Regions from separate parts of the Danio rerio genome. Here region 2 is linked to region 1. The links are chromatin contacts, called in public Micro-C maps. All regions are on one chromosome and are shown on one strand. The core of a region is the stretch at or near the end of the contact, and the rest is flanking DNA. Distances in the headings are between cores, read along the strand shown.

What was found. Hi-C and Micro-C count contacts between places; a contact is called where the count stands out from the background.
Region 2: a contact with region 1 is called in a Micro-C map of caudal fin, with 5 times the contacts expected there. The contact joins the promoter of hip1 here to the promoter of gdpd1 in region 1. A contact is called at or near these places in 3 of 18 Hi-C or Micro-C datasets (caudal fin, embryo and an unstated tissue) and 1 of 4 datasets of contacts at active chromatin or transcription factors (embryo).

What each region holds. Positions count from the first base shown.
Region 1 is chr15:19,314,268-19,320,706 of GRCz12tu, reverse strand. It overlaps gdpd1 (glycerophosphodiester phosphodiesterase domain containing 1), which reads right to left and starts at 3,510. Exons shown (of 10, transcript NM_001004118.1): 1 at 3,262-3,510; 2 at 2,664-2,706; 3 at 1,766-1,901; 4 at 1,444-1,489; 5 at 999-1,120; 6 at 769-858; 7 at 528-661. The coding sequence starts at 3,397. tmem120ab (transmembrane protein 120Ab) reads left to right here and starts at 4,979. Exons shown (of 12, transcript NM_001005946.2): 1 at 4,979-5,240; 2 at 5,326-5,444; 3 at 5,531-5,647; 4 at 5,741-5,800. The coding sequence starts at 5,172.
Region 2 is chr15:19,452,724-19,459,162 of GRCz12tu, reverse strand. hip1 (huntingtin interacting protein 1) reads left to right here and starts at 3,341. Exons shown (of 30, transcript NM_001166205.2): 1 at 3,341-3,723. The coding sequence starts at 3,604. It also overlaps a transcript of plin2 not described here.

The DNA of each region.
Region 1 (6,439 bases), core at 2,261-4,760:
TCAAAGCAAGAAGGTCGGTGGTTCGAGCCTCGGCTGGGTCAGTTGGCGTTTCCGTGTGGAGTTTGCATGTTCTCCCTGCGTTCGCGTGGGTTTACTCCGGGTGCTCCGGTTTCCCCCACAGTCCAAAGGCATGCGGTACAGGTGAATCAGGTAGCCTAAATTGTTTGTTTATGAGTGTGAATAAGTGTGTATGGGTGTTTCCCAGAGATGGGTTCCAGCTGGAAGGGCATCCGCTGTGTAAAAACATATGCTGGATAAGTTTGCGGTTCATTCCGCTGTGGCGACCCCAGATTAATAAAGGGATTAAGCCGAAAAGAAAATGAATGAATGAATGCCAAAATTGGTCAACATCGCCCAACCCTACATTGTATTGGTATATTTTCTGTAAAATATTATAAAATGTATGATGGACATTGTTGTTGTTTTTTTTTCAGGACAAAAGGGACACACTTATTTCTGTTGCTTGAAAACCTTTTTTTTTTAAACATCATTGACACATATATGACTAAAATGAATATGGTCCTCACTTGGAAACAATTGAAGGCATGGGAATCTCCAGGAATTGTTCTTTTATTGGGACGAAGGGCAGAAGGCCAGTGTAGAATAGACCTAGTAACAGAAGCACCCTAGGCAAACTGAACAAGATTGGGATTTGTGGATTCTGCAAGACAATAGAAAACATCAGATGCTTAGATCTTTAGTACATTTCATTTAGTCAGATTAAAACAAATTTTCCTTTAAAAAAAAAAAAAAGTATACATTTCTCACCTCTTTGTGACATTTCTTAACAATTTCATTGCTGGAGTTTCCCCAGACGGTCAGATCCTGCCTTTTATACTGAATGACCAGCTCAGACACCTGACAAAAAAAAAAGAGGTAAAAGTCTGCTTCAGACAAATTCAACTCTCTAACCTGATTAATTTAAGTGGTGACAAACAGCAGCATAGAAAGAGGATTGGAGGAAATGAAATTTGAGTAGAACAGCAAATCCCACACACCTTCTTGATGAGGGTGTCATTGTTGACCTTGATGTCGATGTTTACCGGGGTGCTTGGGAAAGCTTCGAACACGTCTCTCAGCAGGGGGATGCGTTTGTCTTCTCCTCCTTCACAGTAGCAGTCTGAAACACATCAAGAATAATGCCACAGTCAGACATGCAAGTCTTTAGGTAGCATATCCCCGTTTGCAGTAACTACAGAATCACTCAAACTGCATAAAATCCACACGGTTTTTATAATATGTGATAATAATGTTCCTCTATTTGGAAAAGACGCACATTATCACTGTTCCAAATGAAATTCCATTTGATTAATGACAGAAATCAGTTTTAGAATTCACATTTACATATAATAAATACATTTTATTCAGATTTTTATTTTCAATTCATTATATATTACCCTTAATCAAACTTTTATTTGCACATTATCTGGACTGAACACTCACCTCGTTTGAAACTGACCCCAAGCTTACAGAGGTAAGGAGGAAGATCCTAAGAAGACAAACATAATTTAACATCACAGCATAATAGTATGGTACCAACTTTAAAGTCTCAAATATTGAAGAAGGGTCTGAGTGCAGATTGAGTGCACATCCACGCTCAGACATGCACTCTCAAGAACATCTACACCCAACCCTGCCTAAGACCCTTGTAGTGACGTCACTTCATCTGTTAAGTGCATGTCTGAGCGCGCAAGTCTGCAGCCAGGCACTATTATAAATATTTAGACTTTCGGTGTGAATATAGTAAATAATTAGAAGAACTTACAGCATAAGCCACATCAGCAACGTATGCATTAATGCCAGTCGACCTCTTCAGGCTGGAGTCATGCAATACCACCACCTGCTCATCCTTGGTCAAATGACAGTCCAGCTCCAACATGTCCGTGCCTAGTTTAACAGCACTGGAAAAAACAAAAACAAAACGCAGAGTAATGAAAGCACTTACCTTTTATAGACAAAGATTTTCATTCAGATCTCTCTTGTATTTTTATAAGCTGATGATGCCACTTTGACGAACACTATTTACAAAGGCATATTTGTGGCTCAACAAATGTGTCCAGCAGATGTTTTTGTGCATTTTATCAAATGAAGTAAACATTAAAAAGGAGACTGAGCTATGTGCCAACATATAGCATTACGTTAGGAAAGTAAACTTGATTTTTTTGTGTACTTTAGCATTCATGCACATTCAAATGCATGGCCTCCCTAAATATATACTATTTGAAAGCAGGCATGTGCTCAAAGTTCATCCTCATCTAGTGTCTGCACTTTTAAAGCTCCAAAGCTTATACGTTTGTAATAGTTTAAAACAGAGTTGCAGACATTTTATATTCCACCCATCTATTGTTTTGCCCTCTTCAACAATGTGTAGTTGTTCTTGATCTGACTCCACCATTTCTTTTCCTACCCGGGTTGAGTACTGACATATGGCCAAACTACAGTACAGTAAATAATGCAAAACAATTCAAAGTGCAAATGAGCTCAGGCAGTACATGGTCAGTTTGTGCATACTGTTCTGATGGCAAAATTCATATAATGTGGACTTGCACGTACATGTGAAAACTTAAGTGTACATTGGGATTTAGTGCACTTTGTAAAGTATATTAGGCATATTAAGCAGTCACACTCATCAATGCAAATCCGAGCAATAAACAGCAACTCACTGCTTGAAGGCTGCCATTGTGTTCTCCAAGTTCTCACCAGCCCCTGAAGCAAAACAAATCAATTAATACATTTAAATAACACACACACACACACACACACACACACACACACACACACACACACACACACACACACACACACAACCAAGAGTCATGACTGTGTATAGTATGTAAAGTATTTCCAGGGTTCACAGTCCACCCACTCCAGTGTCCATTCAAAGACCAGTATCTAGTACTAGTCAATAATGAACCCTATGGACCAACACTGGCCCAACGTGAACATTATATATATATATATATATATATATATATATATATATATATATATATATATATATATATATATATATATATATATAATACAAATCTGTGGCAAAAGGTCTTTTTGTTGTTGCTGCTGTGACACTCATTCATTGACTACATATCAAAACCAAAACCCTTTACTTCCTACCTAGTCAGCACTTGTACATCATAATTCAGTAGATTTTAGTTACTAACACTTAAAAGTACAACGAAATAAAAGTTACTGTATGAACAGTAAGAAGAGACAGTCCCAGACGACTGTCTGGCCGGTCTGGTCTGCTGTCAGTGCACTCACCGCCGCGGTGAGAGATGTGTCTGCTCCGGAAGGCTTCTCTCTTTCGCCGGTGAAGCAGAGACGGACACTTCAGCAGAAACGCCGAGGTTAGCACATATCCGGTGACCGTGGATAAAACGTAAACCACGGCGCTCATTTTCACTTTATTCAGTCGGACAAGCGAGTAAGTCCTGTAAAATCACTTGTTTGATGAAAAATTCATTGAAAAGTAAGTGTCACCGCACCGGCCGGTTTCATCCAGCACCGCTGGCCAGCCGCCGCCGCACTGTATCCGCGATCAGAAGAAACCCGAGCGAATCTTCAAGACAGAACATATAGTATCAGTAAGATTAGACCCTGCTTTAGTTCCACCTTCATGCATTTCTTTGAAAACCCACCCCATGGGCTTGCAGTCCAATGTTTCTTGACAGGCCATCCCCCTGCGCAGTTTACATATTGCTCAGGTCAATAATAATACAGTCGAAGGAATGCGCATGCGCGGTGCGTATATTCAATGACGAGTGAACGCAAGGGGCCGCTCGTGGACAAATAAAAAAAAAACAACAACTGTTTGTTTTATGACAAATGCCCACTTATTGAAGGTGATTGAGATTCGCTAATGATTATCAGGTAACAAATATATATACTATTTGTTATACTTATTAAAAGGCCTAATAACAAACAACACATTGTCTCTAATGCCCTAAAATTAACCATAGCAAAACCTAGTAACCTTAACTTTCCAACCAAAGTCAATACTATAAAATTAGCAGTTAGGACAATCAATGTAGCCTATGTCGTATTCATTGAAATTTCTAGCTGATAAGGCAGTATAGATGAAGATGTTGAAATAAAACTCTTTAAATTACACCTGAATGAAGTAAGCTGAATGTTATCTGTCGACCAAAGGTCAAGATCTCATTGTTTCAGCTGTTCTTGTATTCCGCAAGTGTTCTTTTACACCAGTGGAATTTATGAGGGATTATTGGATTATGCAACTAATGCATGAGACCTTAGAGCATGAATGACTGGACTCTGAACACTCACTGGACACTTTATTGGGTGCTACTACTGGGTTGGTCCCCTCTATGCCTTGAGAACTGCCTCAGATTTGTATAACATAAATTCATTTTGCTGCTGGAAACATTCCTCAGAGATTCTGCCCTAAATTGAGGTCAGAATATTATGTAGCTGCAGCAGATTTGTCTGTTGCACATTCTTGATGAAAAGCTCCCATTACAACACATTCCAAGGTGCACTTTTTGGGTTGCCATTTGGTGACTGTGGAGGCCATTTTTGTAAAGTAAACTCCTTGTCGTGTTCAAGAAACTAGTTTTGGATTCGCTTTTGTGACACTGTGTTATCCTGATGGTCCAGGATGGGTAATGAAGTAAAGGGATTATATAAAACTCAGGTAGGCTCTGGTGTGTACCAAAATACCCAATGTTGTGCCAAGAAAATATTACCCACATCATCACACCACTAGAAACCTGACCCATTGTTACAAGGCAGCATGAATCCAATGCTTTCATGTTGTACAGAATATGGCAAATTCTAAAGAAATAATTCTTTCAGATCTTCACTAGAACTTCTTTAATAAACACAATTTCACGTTATTATATAGCTGAATTCGCAGTGTTGTTCTAAATACATAGCCCTTCCTATAAAGCGCAGACAACCAAGTGTGTTAAAGGTCAGTCAAGCTGGTCTGTCAAAGTTCACTACAAAGTTCAAACCCATATTGCAATCACTAAGAAATAAGAGATACGACGAAGACTACCAACTGACATGCTTCTAAACTGAAGATCTCTGAATATCCAGCAAATTATTTAACATTTCTGCTTACATCAGTTTGTTATTATCAGATCTGCCTTTTAACTAAGAGGAATCTTATAATTTAAACTGAACAACACTACAAACTGAACAACTACATGTCGAAGGCACTCGCAGCAGCTCTTCAAGAATGGAAGACTCAGGAGAAAGAATTTCAGCAGCTTCAGGTAAGATCTTATTAAATCTGTTTTAAATCTGCATGTGATGTTTGTGCAACACAACTTTTATTTTAAAATGAATTGTCCTTTACAGGAGACCCATCGGCTTTACCTGCAGAAATTAGAGGAAGTGTCCAAACTTCAGAAAAGCTTTGCTGCCTCTTTGGCACGACAGAAAAAGAATTTAAAGGAGAATTTAAAATCTTTGATTAAGTAAATAAAATGTGTTTTTGTTTTGTCTCATTTAATAAGTATTTAACTTTGACGTTTACAGATGGTTGTTGTGCTCTGAATTGTAGACTCAATAAAGGCCTGACAGAAGAGGAGAGCAATGCAGTAAAGGAGGCCAAAGATCACATCCGAAATATGCCAAGCCAGATCTTTCAAATGGAAGCATTTCTTCCAAAGAAGAATGGGTACATGATTATTCAAATGAGAATATTTCAGCAGCTTATTTACATCAAGTTCAGTAAATATTAGAAGTTGTTACTTCTGCTTTTTTTTTCAAGGATTTATCTCAGCCTTGTCCTTGGGAGCGTGAATGTTAACCTTCCTAGCAAAGATGCCAAGTAAGCACAAAAAAATTATATACTTAAAACTTCAGTACTTTGTATGTTTATACAAATAACAAAATTAAATAAGTTTTTATTATATATATATAATTTGGTATTATATATATATATATATATATATATATATATATATATATATATATATATATATATATATATATATATATATATATATATATATATATATTTGGTAAAACATTTTTTCATTAATTAAATTTTTTATTAGTTTATAATCATTTTAGTTAGTTTCAGATATTTTAATATAAGTTAACTTAAAAGAAAATGATAAATGTTTCACTCACAACCAGTTTTTAATATCTTTAATATTTAGTTAATTAAATTCCATTTTATCTATACAAAATTTCAATATTTATAATATTCCAGGTTCCTGCCAAGGAAATATTTTTCTCATTTTAATTGAACTAAACTAAACTAAAAACACACAAAAAAAAGTTAAATTGATTAACACCAGTGATGGAAAGAGTACTGAAAAATCATACTTATGCTAGGTATCGTTACTTGCCAAACAATGTAGTGCAAGTAGAGTAAAAGTATCTGTTGTAAATATTACTCAAAGTAGGAGTAAAAAGTAGCCCTTTCAAAAGTGCTCAAGAGTAGTGAGTATTACACTGTAAA
Region 2 (6,439 bases), core at 2,092-4,591, 140 kb before region 1:
TTGAGTGTGAGAAAATAACGGGGATTTTGATTTTAACTTGATGGGTTTTTTATGCTTCACATCATAGAAAATAATTTTTCTTTTATAAAACTTTTTAGGTTCTTTAGGTAAACCAAAAACACCCTCGAAACTTTTATTTTTCTATAGCTTGCATAAGAAGGTCTTTTTTTTTCTTTTTAAATCAAACAAAAAGTGCTCAGGGGTAGCTTAATTAATGTGTCTGTGCTCTTTGAGTAAGGGTATTCATCAGAATAAACAGCAAAAGTAAGTCAAAGGCACTCAAAAATGTAGAAATATTATTAAAAAGCCTTTATTGACATGGATATTTTATAATATTTTTTGCAATTTCAAAAAAGGCTTTTTATTATTTTTCCACATTTTTAGAGTGCAGTTGACTTACTTTTGTGGGCTATATTTTTGTTTTTACACTTCAGCACAGTTTATAAATGCTGCAAAGTGCAAACACATAAAAAACAGATGAAATGTTTAAATGTCTGTCGTGTAAGTGTAGTGACGTTGTATAACCACTAGATGTAGCTACAGTAAAACAAGTCCGCTGCTTGCTACATTGTTTTGTTTTACGAATATCCCACTTTGAACAAACAATAACTTGAATTGTTGAATCAATAGATGCAGATGAAAACTTAGTTTAAAACCACAGAACATTTTCTGAATTTACTGAAATTCATGACTAAAGTTATGCCCTGTAATTAACAGCCACCCAAGTTTTTATTCATATTTTAAGATAAAGTTATGATTAAAGTATTATCATGATTTATGTATTACATTCTTACATTTATGAGATTATATTACATTTAGAAAAAAAATTTCTGTTTATAAAATATCTAAATTCTGCAGTATACTGACCTTTTTATTAAGCTGTTAGAGTGTGTTTGTTAGACGTATATGCAGGCAAAGTATTTGCTGCATGCAACACATGCACCGTGCAAGTGCCACACGTCAAATTGTGTCAAGACATGTTCACCTTTAGAGCTTATATTTGGTCTGTGGGGTAAACCAGAGCACTCAGAGAAAACCCACATGAACACGGGGAGAACATGCAAACTCCACACAGAAATGCCATCTGGCCCAGCTAGGACTCAAATCAGCACCCTTCTTGCTTTGAGGCGACAGTGCTAACCACTGATCCACCATGCCATTATTTGTATTTAACTTTATAGTTGCATATTAATAATATAAATATTAATACATTTATTTTATTTTATAATATGTTGTATTAAAAACGCAATAAACCATGTAAAGTCGTTGGTGAATTTAGAATTTAAAATGTTGTAAATTCCCTGCAAACCATGCCTTCTGGCGGCTTAGTGCTTTATTCATCCTGTTGAATATTAATTCAAAAAGCAATATGTTAACTTTATTGAAGCATTGCAAAAGAAAATTGTTTTTTTTTTCTAACTCATATATCAAAGCAAGCACACAGTGAGGATATTGAGGGTTACGGGGCTGACATTATGGTGTTGTTGACTGTGGTTTGCATCTTGTGCTGACAGCAGAGAAGATAATGATCAGTCAGGGCACAGACCAAAATGACTTCACACCGTCATTCTACTGAATCATTAAAACAAAACTCTGACTCTGCCATCTGATAGAATTTGCTTTGCAGGGAAATTGAATCTGGCCTCTGCCCATCAGAGAGAGAACAAAGATAGAGACTGCAGATGCCTACGCTATCTAATATAGTTATGCAAGCGGAGTCAGCAGACAATACAAGTTTGACAGTCACATGTGTTGATAAAGTAATAATGAGATTTACTGGTGCAGTGAACAAATGAGAAAAGAGAGAAATCAAGTACAAATTGTTGGCATCTGTGTGGAGTTTGCATGTTCTCCCTGCGTTTGCATGGGTGCTCCGCATTATAATCTTGTAACTCAACAGAAATAATGTACAGTACAGAATATAAAGTCATGGTGCCTTGAAAAAATAATTAATATAGTGTATGACTCCCATGAGCTTGGAGGACTACACCCATACATCTCTGCAATGAATCGAATAACTTATTAATAAAGTCATCTGGAATGGCAAAGAAAGCGTTCTTGCAGGACTCCCAGAGTTCATCAAGATTCTTTGGATTCATCCTCAATGCCTTCTCCTTCATCTTACTTACCCCAGACATGCTCAATAATGTTACGATTTATTAATTTTACGAATGTTAATGCTCAAAAATATACAATTTATTTGTGTGTGTGTATATTTCTATATATATATATATATATATATATATATATATATATATATATATATATATATATATATATATATATATATATATATTGTACATATATAAGAAAATAATATATATAGATTAATTGTATATATATGTACATATATATATATATATATATATATATATATATATATATATATATATATATATATATATATATATATATATATAGATTAATCGTATTTTTATGATGAATCATCTGCATCAACTGCATCACAATCATCACAAATACTGCATAAGACCTGTTTAAGCCCACATCTATCCAAGATTCTCAAAGAAATCAGTCAAGTTTGGTGAAGGAAAGATCATGGTTTGAGGTTACATAGCCGCATACGAGAGATCTGCAGAGTGGATGGCAACATCAGCAGCCTGAGTTATCAAGACATTTGTGCTGCCCATTACATTTCAAACCACAGGAGAGGGCAAATTCTTCAGCCTATTTATACACACACACATATTATTATTTGCATATTCGTCATGTATTTACATTTTTTAAAGTTGGTGTTGTTTCAATATGATCTCAGACTCAACAATTTTGTAAAAAATCTTAATTAATATTATTTTATATTACATATTATTACACTTAGGCCTACATATTGTTGCAATGTGTATGTGTATGTGGTTTTTGTTTTTTGCTGTTTCAATAGAAAAATTGATAATGAAAGCAGGCCTATTAAAAATCAAACTGGCAAATATGTGTGGAAAACACATCTACTAATTGATCAATTATGGAACTACGTAACATTGTGGAAATAGAAACTGTAAATGCGAATTAAATTGTTATTGTAGATGCTTTTTATATGTTATCTATACAGTTACTGTAATTATTTGTATATAGGCCTATGTTTGGTTGTTTCACTATGAACAAAAATGTTGTACAAAAAACCCTATATCTAACTGTTTATTCTTTTATTTTTCGTTGTAGAAAATCACGGGGAAAAACATAGAACCCGGAAAATACAGACTTTGTTTAAGCGTCAAGATAACTGTTTTTCAGGGCGGGAGCTGATGATTTTTCTCCAGTCGGTGTGTGTCAGCGCTGGGCGGAGCCTGTGACAGCCGCCGCCGCTATAGTCTGCTGGAGTGGATGTGTATACCGTCGCTCGCGCGCACTGACGCGCTGTTTTCTCTTGCAGATCTGTGATTGCGCGCACAGACGCGTGTTTTGCGCGCTCGCGAGCGGACAGCGGAATAGCGCTGGAATGATATCTATGGGCGGTGGACGAGGAAAATGACCTTTTGTGATAACGACGAGGACTTGAGGTTTTCGTGCTCAACGCTAGAGTCAACACACTATTTATGTTGATTTAGGAAGTCTTGGTCGCTCGCGCAGCTTGGACTTTTCTTTCCAGAAATGGACCGCGTCAAGAGTTCAATGCAGCAAGTCCCAAACCCGATCCCCAAAGTGCTCAGCCGTCGCGCTGGCGGTGCCAACAGTTTGGAAGTTGAAAAGGAAAACTTCGAGCGCAATCAGGTGAGGAACAGTAAACACAACCGGACAAGTTTTTTCATGTAGTCAGTGCATCGCCAGCGAGCTGTTTATATGGCAAGCCAAATTAACATATATTCATTTAAAATAACCACTATCAGTTTTAGCTTTAGCAAGTAGTAAAGCATCCATTCTGACAGCTTTTAGATACTACCATGTGTTCCTTCTCTGCATCCGTTACCGTCTTGGTTTGAACTGGTCAGAGCTTTATTCTTCAATTAAAATATTATTATTGTTAGTGTTTTTTTTTTGTTCTTTTTGTTTTTACTAATAAACTAAAATAAAGCTATTGTAATGTTATTTTATTGCTAGCAGTTCAAGTAATGCTAAGTAATGAATTGTCTTCCAGAAACTGCTAGTCGAAAGAGAATTAATTATTAATTAAAATGTTTTTATTTGTTTATTTTACATGTGCTATTTATTATTATTATATATATATATATATATATATATATATATATATATATATATATATATATATATATAACTATTAACTATACAGGTAGTGTAGTCAATGCTAACTGGATTGAACACACTGTCAAAACAGTAAAAACAAAAATAATTTAAGAAACATGAGAAGTGTTTCATTTCATTCAATGCATTTGCAGTTACTTTGTAGTTGCTTGTGCAATTTCTCAGTGAAAATAGTTATTAAGTTAAAGAACCTTTTACACTACGCCATTTTCAGCTGAAAATTGATAACCTTAAGTTTTTTTTGGTTCATTAACACGACAGCTGTGATTTGTGGGCCTGAGAATAAAAAAATGTATTAAAAAGAACGTCATCAACTACAAAAACATGATTTGTGGAAAAATGGTGATAACACACATATGCACATTGTTCACTCTAAAATCATGTGTGATTAATTGACAATAGAGTTTTCAGTAACCTGGATGAACCACTTCCGGTGAACTGTATGCAGATATAAAATCAGCATATTTAAGGTCTATTTTCTTTAAAAATCAACGATTTTCACTGCCTGATTGATATACAATATAAAGTGGGTGTCCAAATTTACAAGACGCACTGCATTAAATGATGTTTTCCCCTGTAATGTCTTTAAAATATGAAAATACATTCCACATTATTACTTTTTCAATGAAGCTAAACTTGACAGTAGTATATTTAACTGATTAGATTTTAATTGCATTACAACATTAATGCTGTAAAAGGAACCGTATAAAAATTTTAAAAAAGACACAATAACTGCTCACCGAAAGTTTATCGATGTGGGAAGAAACACTAGCTGTGCATATACCCTATAAAAACAACAATGTCTGAAAACAGGGCCATAAAAGTGCAGGTGCATGGGTGTCTTTAGAAAGTGACATCACCACCTACTGGCCTGGAGTATGTTTCACAGTTCAGTGTGAACAGGGATCCTTTTGACAGCATTGTTGTCTAATCATGAAGCTTTGCAAACACATGCATGAATTGCTTTCAAATAAATACTACTGGAAATAGAAAAGCCTCTAAATTTTCACTGTTGAATTACTATTAATCAAAAGCAAGTATTGTAATATAAAAGGACGTATTAAAGAAATACATGTTAAACAGCTTGCCATATCTGACAGCAATAAGACATGGCTGTGAGCTAAAACAAAGTGCATGATGATACAAATCAAACGGTCAGAAATTGCAATATTTTGTATTTAACCCATCATTAAAATCAATCTAGCCTTCATTATCATTCTGTCTGATGTGACATGCTGTTGTATAGTGTATTATAGGGCTTACTAGTTAGCGTGTGGTTTGTCCAAACCATAAAATGAATGTTTATTTGCAATATACAAGCGTCATAATGATAACTGATGACCTTTTAAATTCAGCTAAAGTTCAGTGCACTTTTGATCACGTCGCACCTTCAATTTTATCAGTGTCATTGATTAAGAACGAGAACAAAGTTCTTCCTGCTGCTCTCTCTTTATTATAGGTTAATATTCGCTCCGTAATGCCTTACGTTATGGAATTTCTATGCATTATAAGAGTGCAACTGACTCCTTAATATAGGAACATCCTCTGTGACAGCGTCTTGTGTTTCCAAGCTGATGCCCATGAATCGAGCAAGCCTAAAAGCTTTTAGTGACTCAGAGATGCAGTGGGCAGAGCCCTGATGGTCATGCATTCTGGTCCGTGCCATCAGCCTATAATGTATCTCCGTGCATCTTCAGTCTTTTAGATCTTGTTGACCGTAATGCACAGCCATTGAATTATGCAGTCAGGTTCTGGGTGCTGGAACCTGAAAGTGTGTTGTGAAGTATAAAGAAATGCGTTCTCATTGTTTGCGCACTCTTCTTCTCTCCTCTACGGGGGTCTCAACCCCCCCCCCCCCTCTCCCATCCAGACACAGGCATCAGGAAAAGTAGGTCAGATGAATGAAGCTGCCGCCGACTGCCCTACTGCTGGGTTTGGGAGTGTTTGAAAACAGCACGACCTCCTTCTTGCCCACATTTCTTCAGACGTTTTTTTGTTTTTTTTTGCAGCGAGCAAATGCGTGCAATCTGCAGTGTCATGTTCGGCTCGATCTGCACAATTCAGTCCTGTTGTTTACAAGTAGGACAGTGACATGGATTAGCGAGGCTCGTGTGGCGCATGCGCTCTTGAATTCCTTTAGGACCCATCACTGGGTCAGACTCAGATATCTGAGAGGGTTTAGTTGCACATTTCCTGTTTTTAGAATTGATTTCATGTCATTTAGCCA